2 separate regions of the Rattus norvegicus genome follow, and region 1 is linked to region 2. The links are chromatin contacts, called in public Hi-C maps. All regions are on one chromosome and are shown on one strand. The core of a region is the stretch at or near the end of the contact, and the rest is flanking DNA. Distances in the headings are between cores, read along the strand shown.

Evidence for each region. A called contact is a pair of places that touch in the nucleus more often than the background predicts.
Region 1: a Hi-C map of liver shows a contact between it and region 2, with 4 times the contacts expected there. The contact joins the promoter of Slc7a15 here to the promoter of Hs1bp3 in region 2. A contact is called at or near these places in 12 of 12 Hi-C or Micro-C datasets (the A7r5 cell line, the Rat2 cell line, Schwann cells and 7 more).

The regions. Positions count from the first base shown.
Region 1 is chr6:37,131,123-37,136,097 of GRCr8, forward strand. Slc7a15 (solute carrier family 7 (cationic amino acid transporter, y+ system), member 15) reads right to left here and starts at 3,379. Exons shown (of 6, transcript NM_001106714.1): 1 at 2,599-3,379. The coding sequence starts at 3,357.
Region 2 is chr6:36,908,012-36,913,154 of GRCr8, forward strand. It overlaps Hs1bp3 (HCLS1 binding protein 3), which reads left to right and starts at 3,853. Exons shown (of 7, transcript NM_001398778.1): 1 at 3,853-3,918. The coding sequence starts at 3,887.

The DNA.
Region 1 (4,975 bases), core at 2,129-4,628, 220 kb after region 2:
GGGATTTGCCCCTCCTGGGAACATCAGCCTTAAAGAAAGGACAGTTTCCAGGGCTTTCTGCCAGGACTGAGCTCTGCTCATGGAAATTCTTGGAAGTGGAGAGGGAAGGGAAGGAGAGGGACACTGAGAAGAAGGTGGCCATCTCGACCTAGCTCAGCTCTTGGCAACCAGCCTCAGCATGGATGTTGTCCCCACTCCCTGTGTACCCTGGTACACGGGCAGGCTCTGTCCTTTCTGGCCTCCAAGTTCAAGTTCAAATTGCTTCTGCAGAGCTGTGCCTAGACTCTGGTCTCCTCTCCCAGGAGGCCTAGTTTAACTGTTATGCTTTATTGGTCTGCCCTCCCAAGAGGACTATACTGCGAACTAGGGACAAGCAAACAAGACAGCAGCAGACTCTTGTATGGGAGTCCTCCCAGGCCCCCTCCAACCTTAAATCTGGGACTCCGAGTTCAAAGGAAAGTGGCCCTGATCACAGAATGGGTAAAGCAGCGGCTGCTTTACTACCCAGGGGGTGGAATGTGGCTCTGCCCAGGCTCACACAAGTCTACCTGTAGCCAAGGTGTTCTCATTCTCATGGGCTTCATTGGGAGATCCTCGGTACAGTGAGCACCTAGCATGCATGACCCAACCTCACGGGTGGTCAGAGCAAAAACACTTTTAAATTTAACCTCTTTCCATGTTTCTGGCCACTATAGCACAAGAAGAGTGAGATTTTCTGTTTTCATTCCGAGGGCCCTGAACTCTTCATTCAAACCCTAAGGAGTCTGCCTATGAGGGTGACCCTGGCTTGGGAAACTTTCTGTACTTTCTTTGGTGCAGGTGAGGAGAATGAGAAATAAATATACCCCTTCAGAGCAAGTTAAGGCAGAATTTTAAATACTGGCATTTTTGACAACTGGCTTAGGTTTTGCTTGGAAATCCATATCAAGAAAGTCCCAGCCCTAGCAGAGATCATCAAACCATGGAGCATGTGGCCCAATATTAATAATAACCTTTATTACCTACAGCAGTTTTCCACAACAGAACTGAGTAGATGTGACAGGGACTAATGAAGACAGGGCTTGGAGTCCTAACTCTTGGATCCTTTCTAGAAAAACTTTGCTGATGACCTCTGCAACCATGGGAGATTATCTTCAACTTGAAGGACCCTCCTCTTTCCTTGACCTAGTGAGAAAGTCCATGGTCTAGCTGGAGAAAACAGTGCTTTACTGCTGTGAGACAACTGTATGCACATGCTACCCATGGACTTGAGAATTTCCCAAGCTGTCTGCCAAGAGTGAACCACTGAGATCTCAGAAACCTAGGAATAAGCCGGGGCAGTTATTAAAATAGTCCCTTTTCACACACAAAGGATTAGAAGAAGAAGATTATGTGCGAGAAATTAAAATTGCCAGGCATGGTGATATTCCTGTAATCTCACCATTCAGAAGGTAAAGACAGGAGAATCAGGAGTTCAAGGGCATTCTTAGCCACAGAACACATTCAAGGCCCACCAGCCCTACAATGAGACTCCTGTCTCAAAGAAAGAATAATAATAAAAAAACTAAGGATGGATCCCCTAGGACTCCTAGCACCATGCATTCATATTCTCTCTCTCTCTCTCTCTCTCTCTCTCTCTCTCTCTCTCTCTCTCTCTCTCTCCTCTCTCTCTCTTTCTCTCTCTCTCTGTGTTTATTTCCTCTGTCTCTGTTTCTTTTTCCCCATCTGTGTCTCCCCTCTGCCTCTGTCTCTCCCCTGTTTCTATCTCTTGTTTACTTCTATCTCTCATTTTTCTGTTTCTCTCTCCTCTGTCTCTGTCTTTCCTGTGTCTCTTTCTCTGTCTCAACCCCCACCCCCTGCTCTTGTGCTTCTTCTCTCTCCAAGCTATCATTCTCTTCTCAAGTGACCACTCCAGTGAGCCTTTGCCAAGCCTCTGGAAGCCAGAGTACCCCTAAGCCAGCCCAGCGGGGACAGCAGAAGATCTGCAGTTCCCATTCTGTAAGAATTTGGCATTCCTGCAAGGGAAGAAGAAAATATATGTGTGCCAAAGAGTCAGCACATTAAACACTGAAGATTCAAATGCCACATCTGAGTCCCAGGTAGCCCCGAAGACCGGCTAGCACACTGGTTATCCAAGCCAGGCTCACAGGTAGGGTGAGGAGGAGTGACTGGTTTGTTCCCCATGGCAAAGTGGTTCACGGGCTTCAAAAACTATGAAGTATCTACTGCAATGTCCTGGAGGGGACAATCCAAGAGGTGGCCAACAGAATCAATGAGAATGGTGGCAGTTAGAATTCAAAATAATTCCCCTCTTGCAGACTTCAATATTCCCCTGCCCAAAAAAAAAAAAAAAAGTGGGGTGTTGATAGTTAACCTAAGGGGCTAGATGAGAGACCGTGGAGTATGACGCTATGAAGTACTCTGCTTTATTAAGAAGCAGTAGTTAAAATTCCATAAACTCAAGGCAGATGGGCTACCAGGCAAGTCCTATGAGCACAGCAAGAGAGCCTTGATTCTAGTCAGATAGCTCACGATCCCAATCGTTCGAGTAGCTGGAATGCCAACTCCTGGAGCTCAGATGCTCAGAGGTTCACCCACAGAAAAGCACACTCAACTCACCTTTGGGTTCTTGATCTCCTCTATCACCGTGTTGATATTACTCCAGCCGTCAAAGGACCACAGCCCCTGGTAGAAAGCCATGCCAATGCGCCCTGCCTGTTGCGTTGTGTTGTGGAAGGCAAACAGCAGGGATTCTGTGGGAATCCGGCCCTGCGCCAGCCCCACAGCCCCACCCACTACAATGACTAGTAGCGAGAACAGTTTGGCAGCCGTGCACACGTTCATCAGCACAGTGGACATCCGTGAGCTCCAGAAGTTGATCAGAAGCAGCACAAGGATGCAAGAACAAGCCACAATCTTGACTATGACCTGAGGGACTGAGGAGCAGCCCGGATAAAAGGGAGCCAGGGCATACTCAGCGAAACTCAGAGAGACAGCAGTGATGGCAGCTGGTCTGCCTACCAGAACAATTATGTAGATGACCAGGAAGGCAGGCAGAGAGCCGAAGGCTCGCAAAATGTAGGCATACTCTCCCCCAGACTCAGGAACCAGGCTGCCCAGTTCAGCATAGCACAGGGCACCCAACAGGGCCAGGAGGCCACAGGTTGCCCAGATGATGAGACTGGCTCCAGGACTGCCTATGTAAACCAAGACCCCCTGTGGTGACATGAAGATGCCAGAACCAATCATACAGCCAGCCGTCATGGACACTGCGCTCCACAGACCAATCTCCCTCTTCATCGTCAGCCCCGCTGCCCCACTGCCCTGTTCTTGCCCCTCGGGCTTGTCGCTGCCATCTTTCTCCTCCTTTCTCTCCATCCCGAGACTTCAGCAGATACTGCCTCTGGCTGGTGACAGGTACAGGCTGTGGTACCTACTGTCCGTGGGTTTTCTGAAGGCGTTAATCATTAAAGGGCTGGAGGGAGTCCAAGACAAAGGGCAAAGACCCAGGGTGTGGTCTATATGGAGCTGAACAAGCGAGCAGCAGTCCATCTCAAGCCTCAGTACAGACAGTCTATCGGAGCCACGGGACAGTAGAACTCAGGAAAGGTCCGGGAGAGAAGGGGTCGGAATCTCTACTGACGTGTGGGGCGTGGCTCATGTGGGCTGCTTGAGCACGGTTCCATCCCCAGCACTGCAGATCAGACGGAGGGGAGAAAGGAAGGGGGAAAGGGCAAGACAGGAAAAGAGGGAAAGAAGGAATTTCTGTCCCCCGGTTCCACAGAAACATTGTGGAATGACAACTGGATGAAAGCTCTCTATCTGCATGAGGACAGCCAAGCATCCCTCTTTCTTCGAATATCTTCTCCCCACTTCTGCATCTCCCTTCTCCCTTCACATCACAGATAGATCTAGCCTGTGCTCTTAGCCACTTCCTTCCTTCTTGCCAAGGAGCAAGCTCCGTCCTGTATCTTCATCACCAATCCTCCTGGTTCTTCTTTGGGCGAGGGTTTATACAATTGACCCTAAGACAGTGTTGGAATCCTTGCTTCCTGGTAGACTTCCTAAAGACGTTTCAGACTCCCCCCAAGTGGTAAGTACCCTGTCTCCATGTAAGCTAACCGTAGCATAAGTCGACAGAACACTTATTTTTAGGATGAGATCACTAATTTCAAACCCCAGATCTTCAACCTCAAAGTTGTATGTGAGATTGAACTTCATCTTACTCACCCATCAATCAATGATGTCTATCTTGTAGAGATACTTGAAGAATTAACAAATACTCTGAACTAGTTTGGATAGGTATGAAGCATTTCAGCAATCTGGCCACATCCCTTACTCTCTGGACAACTTTCATCAGTTCCACTGGTGGAAAGAGGGATTGGTATTAATATCAGGAACATAAAAGATTCAAAGGATATGTGTGTGTATATATATATATATATATATATACATATATATATGTGTGTGTGTATATATACATATATATGTGTGTGTATTTTTGTGTTTGTATATATAGTATATGTAATTAATATTAAATTATGTGTATTGTATATGTTTATATATATGTATATGTAATTAATATTAAATTATATTTATCATGTCTAAATGTCTTTGATCTATAAAAAATACTTATCTCAGGATATTGCGTGTGGCTTTTTAGTTGATCACTCTTTTGCACACCATTTTGCAAAATACAGTAAGAGGACCTTTGCTAATATTGTTACAGAAAGGTAATAAGAACTTACTGGGATTTTAGGTAAAGATGTTGACTCTTAAAGTAGACATAAAGGTACTTATAGTTTTCTATCAGGCTCTTTTAGCTCAAGCTAGTCCCACGGACAACTTGGATCTCCGGAATGTGTCAATACCAGGATTATCTTAGTTAGGGTTTTACTGCTGTGAACAGACACCATAACCAAGGTAAATTTTATAAGGACAACATTTAACTGGGGCTGGCTTATAGGTTCAGAGGTTCAGTCCATTATCATCAAGG
Region 2 (5,143 bases), core at 2,603-5,102:
GTGTGTCTGTGTGTCTGTGTGTCTGTCTGTCTGTCTGTCTGTCTGCTAAAGCCAGAAGAGCTCAGAGAGCATCAATTCCTCTGGAGCTGGACTTGCAGGCAGTTGTGGACTATCTTCTGTGAGTGTTGGGAATAGAACTCAGGTCCTCTGAAAGAGCAGCAGAGGCTTCGATATGTATTACAGAAGTAAGCCACATCGCCCCTTTGAGCCACAAGGGAAGGTGACAGTCAAAGCACAACTGGTGGTTTCCGACCTCCATCACCTGCCATGCATTTGTCTCACTCCATTGCTTTGGCCGCTCTCAGCTGTGGTTCTGTTAGACACATTTCTTCACAGAGAAAGCTCAACAAGAACATTCACTTTTTCATTTCTTAGATATGGTACCAACTCCTCCTGGAAGAGTTCTTTGTACACTGCTCCCTATTCCAAGCGGTTACTCGTGTTCCCCATCTCCAAGTTGTCCTCATGTCCCCAGAGCCTGCATTCTCATTGAAATCTCCAAGCATCCTCAAGTGGTCAGTGAACACCACTGGACAAAACCAAGTCAACTTCTGCAGCCCCAGGCCTGAGCTGTGTCGGTGAACATTGGCTGGATGACCAGCAAGGTGGGAGTCCCTCCCACTTTACCACCTGGAGTTGAGCCGACGGACTCCTGGAGCATCGGTTAATGGACAGAGAAAATGAGCAGGTCCTCAGACTACCCATCCCGCTAGAAACAAAGGGGATGCCAGGATACTAGGTCAGCATTTAGACATCCCCCTGCAGACTCTGAGTGTCCCTCACTCTCTGTACAACCCTGGAGGCCTGACTCCCTCTGAAGGAAGCACACATGGAGGGTCCTCCTCGGCTTGAGACGGGAGAGAAGAAAATCTTGCATAGCATGGTCTCTGTTACCACGGCCTTAGCCGTGGACCTCAGCAGGAAGCACACAATATCAGATTCAGATCCCAACATTCCAGGTGCTATACACAATTATGCACTGGAGCCTGTGGGACCCATGGAAGCAGAAAATGGGATTGCTATCAAGGAAGCGGGTCACTTCCACAAGAATCCTGGGGTACTCTTGACAGGCACCAGGTGCACTGAATTTCCTGTAGTGCACAGGACAAGCTCAAGTCACCAGAAAGCCCAGCTCATTAGCTCAAAAGATATTGGTGACAGTCATGCTAACAGCCTGGGGTCTCATGGCAAGTCCCCATTACGGTCTCTACTTTCCTAGACCTCCTCAAAATATCCCTTTGGGATTCTAGTGACGGGGGGAGGTGTCACCTGGAAAGACTATCTCCTTTCCACCTAGGACCCCACATCCAAATCTCACCTCCCCAGGTCCTGAGCATAGATTCACGGACCCTTTATCCAACATCCTGAAACCTTTCTTGTCTAAAACAGACTCATTTTACCACCCCAGGCTCCTCCAAATGTCTAGCCACAAAAGAGTCCATCATCTAGCCACTCACATGAGCCAAACCATAGCAGCGTCTTTTTTAAATTTCTACACACACACACACACACACACACACACACACACACACACACACAGAGAGAGAGAGAGAGAGAGAGAGAGAGAGAGAGAGAGAGAGAGAGGACAAGGTCTCCTGTGCCCTCAGGCTGACTTGGTCTCAAACTGGCTGTGGAATGGAAGACAACCTTGAACTTCAGCTTCTCCTTCCTTCAGACCTCCCGAGTGCCGCCGGGCTCATGGCCATGGATTTACACAGTACTGGCATGAAACTCAGGCCCTCGTGTGTGGCAGGCAAGCACAGAAAATTAAGGGAACTGCAGCTCAGCCACACAGCAGCGTCTGACTCGTCTGCTCATGTTCACGCAAATCCCCATCTCCTGGCATTCTCACGCCTGCACTTCAGCAGCCTTCCCTGTTTCCCCCATTCTGGACTCCTCGACAGTCTATGCATCTCCACACCACTGGGTGCATCTTGGGTCTCCAGGATGTTCCTTTGTGCACAGTTCTCTGCTGGCCAACGTCAGCGCAAAGTCCTAAGTTCAAACCCACTGAGGACTTCATGCCCTGACTCCTGCTTCCCTCCTCTCCTTAGACCCTACTGATGCCTTCCTTGTCTCTGGAACTGCAACACGATATTCCTAGTTTACCAAATCTTGTTTCTCTAGAAACAAGGGCTCCTTCACAAAGCCCTTTCTGACTCCACTTCGTTCTGCAATGGAGGAAAAAGAGGAGGAGGAGGAGGAGGAGGAGGAGGAGGAGGAGGAGGAGGAGGAGGAGTAGAGGGAGGAGGAGAGGGAGGAGGAGAGGGAGGAGGAGGAGGAGGAGAAGGGTGGAAGAAGGAGAGAGGGGTTAGGATGGGACAGGAGGGAGGGTACATTAAATCTCTGTGTTAATGCCTATGAGGTGGCTCAGTGAGTAAAAACATGTTCTACACAAGCCTTCTATCTTCACCCCAGAACCATGGTGGGAGGAGAAAACCAACTCCTGAAAGTTGTCCTTGATCTAACAAGTGCAGGGTTAACTGCACACACACACACACACACACACACACACACACACACACACACACACACACGCACACGCACTGATGATGATGGTGGTGGTGGTGGTGGTGATGATGATGGTGATGGTGGTGGTGGTGGTGATGATGATGGTGATGGTAATAATAATAATAATTTAAAACGTTATTGTTAGCTTGCCTCTAAAAAAAATCCCAAACACTGACAACAAAGTGCATGAATATATATGTTTCAAGAGGCAAAGTTTGAAGTCATTTTTCCAACTTTTAAAATTAACTGTGGAATTACTTCACTGAAGCACATAGGGTTTGAGTGGGCTGAGATGCTGCCTCCTGAGAGAGCATGGCCATGGAGCCTGACTCCACAGTTAAAATAACGTCATGCAAACCTGACCTCCACATTTCAACCCCCATAACCCGTGTAAAGATGAAAGGAGAGAATGGACTCCACAGCGCTGTCTTCTGACCTCTATACATGCCCATGGTGGGCACGCACGTGTGTGCACGTACACACACACACACACACACACACACACACACACACTAAAGGAGGGAACATAATATGTCCCCTTGGTATTTCTGGTGTGGCCCAGCACCTGTAGCTACTTATCACTGGAGAGAGCAAGGGACAGCAGTTTGTACCTGTCACTTGGCTCTGGTTCCAGTCTCCTGGGCCACTGGCAGGAGACAGCCAACAGCAGGTACTGCCACTCTCATTATTGTGGGATAGAGATGTGAGTCTATTCCCAGTGGATCCATTCAGTCAGAGACATGCAGAGGAAAATGTCCAAGGCCTCAACGAAAAGCAAGTCAGGCTAACAGTACAGGTATGAGAGGCGCGGGGGAGTTGGGGTGGGGGCGGGGGGGGGAACAGGACGCAGGGAGGGGATGGAGGGAAGGGGAGGACCCGCGAGTGAGCAGATGATGGAGGGGACAAGAAACCTTAGGAGAAGAGCCACAAAGAGAGGCCTGAGGTTTGTTGTGTTCAATGCACAGCCCCCAAGCCCGAAGGGACAGAGTCCCAAAGGGGAAAACTCCTTTTGCCTGAATGATTGGCTGCATAAGTGAAAATGGCCCCAGGGAGAGGAGAGAGTGCTTTTGTAGCTAGCCATAGGAGAGAAGCCCGAAAACTAGCGGCTGGATTCCTGTAGCCTTAGAGGTTAAGCATGTAGTAGGATTAAATGGCATGAGGTGCCAGGCTTAGGAGGTGGCTATGGGGGGACCTAGGGAGGGTTGAGCTGCACAAGCCCCCTCCGAGACCACAGACACTGAGATGTGCACAGCTGCTGCCACCAGGGGGCGGGCAAGGGCTGGGGAGGTGGCGCTGCGCCGGAGCGGGGCGGGGCAGGGACGCAGCGACGCCCAGGACGCCAGATCCCGTGACCGTCCGCCAGACCGCAGCCGATATGCAGTCCCCGGCGGTGCTCGTCACCTCCAGGTGAGCCAGACCCCCATCCCGCACTTTCCAGACATCCCAGCAGCTGGCGGTTTATCCCGCTGCACCGCACACTCTCCTGCGGGAGTGGTGGTGCGCCGTCAAGAGTCCCCGTTTCACAGACGAGGAAACTGAGGCCCCCTAAAGGATCAAGCACTCGCCCAAGACTCCAGGAAGTCCTGGGATTGTCAGGATAGCTCTGGCTGGGACGCGGCCCAGCTCCCTGTCCCTGCGTACTTCGGGATCATATCTTCCGGTCCCCCAAACGTTTCTGTGCTAGCTGTGTGAACAGCCCGAAGCTAAGCACCAGGGACGAGGTGAATGAAACAAGCTGTTCCCTGCAGAGGATACCCGCACCAAAGTGACTGGTGCTGCAAGGGGGTGGGGGGGAAGGCTTGGGGGCAGGGTGGATGTCCTACTCTTTCCTCTCTTTCCCCGATTTTTAAGTAACTCTGAAATGGTGAACTTCAAAGAAATTCGTATACTCCGCCCCACCCGACCCATACAAACGGTAGCCGAGATGGCAAACGGATGCTTACCCAACACACGTTCATTTCTACGCCCAGCTCCCTGTTTAGAAAAGTATGATTCTGTACATAAGCCCTGATGTTGAAAGCGGCTCGCTCCCCTTGGTGTGGTAAGTGAGGCCGCAAGGCGCATCCCCATTAAAAGAGATGCCCCTGTGGCTCTGTGAGTTGTTCCCTTTCACTGAGCCTCAGTTCCCCTTCCTGTAGAAAGAGGCTCCATCTAAATAGCTAGAAGCACAGGCGCAGTAAATGTCCCTGTGAGCCACAGCCAGCACACCCACGACTGTGAATTTGGTGCTAGGAAGGGTAGTGTTGGCATCCCTTGGTGCTAGCATGCCCTCGGGCGTTAACAGGCATAGTGTGCTGCTGCAGAGTGAGTGACACAGTGAGGGCGGACGAGCCATGCACTGCCCACCACTCCACTCCAGTAGTGCCTTTGAGGAGCGCTGCCCCATAAGTAAGCAGAGGTGGCCCTGCCCCCAGGATCAGACGGTGTTTCCAGCGTCCTCCTGCTAGGCAGCTCCGGGCTTCCTGCATGCATCCACCCAGAGGGTGTTTTCTCAGGGACTCCTTCTGTGCTAGATGCAGGTCCAGGTTCTAGGATACAGTAGTGAGGCATTGGTGGGAACAGGTCGGGAGTAGGAAAATGCAAGCTTTGTCAGGGTAGTAAATGCCATGAATGATGAGGAGAGTGGTCAGGT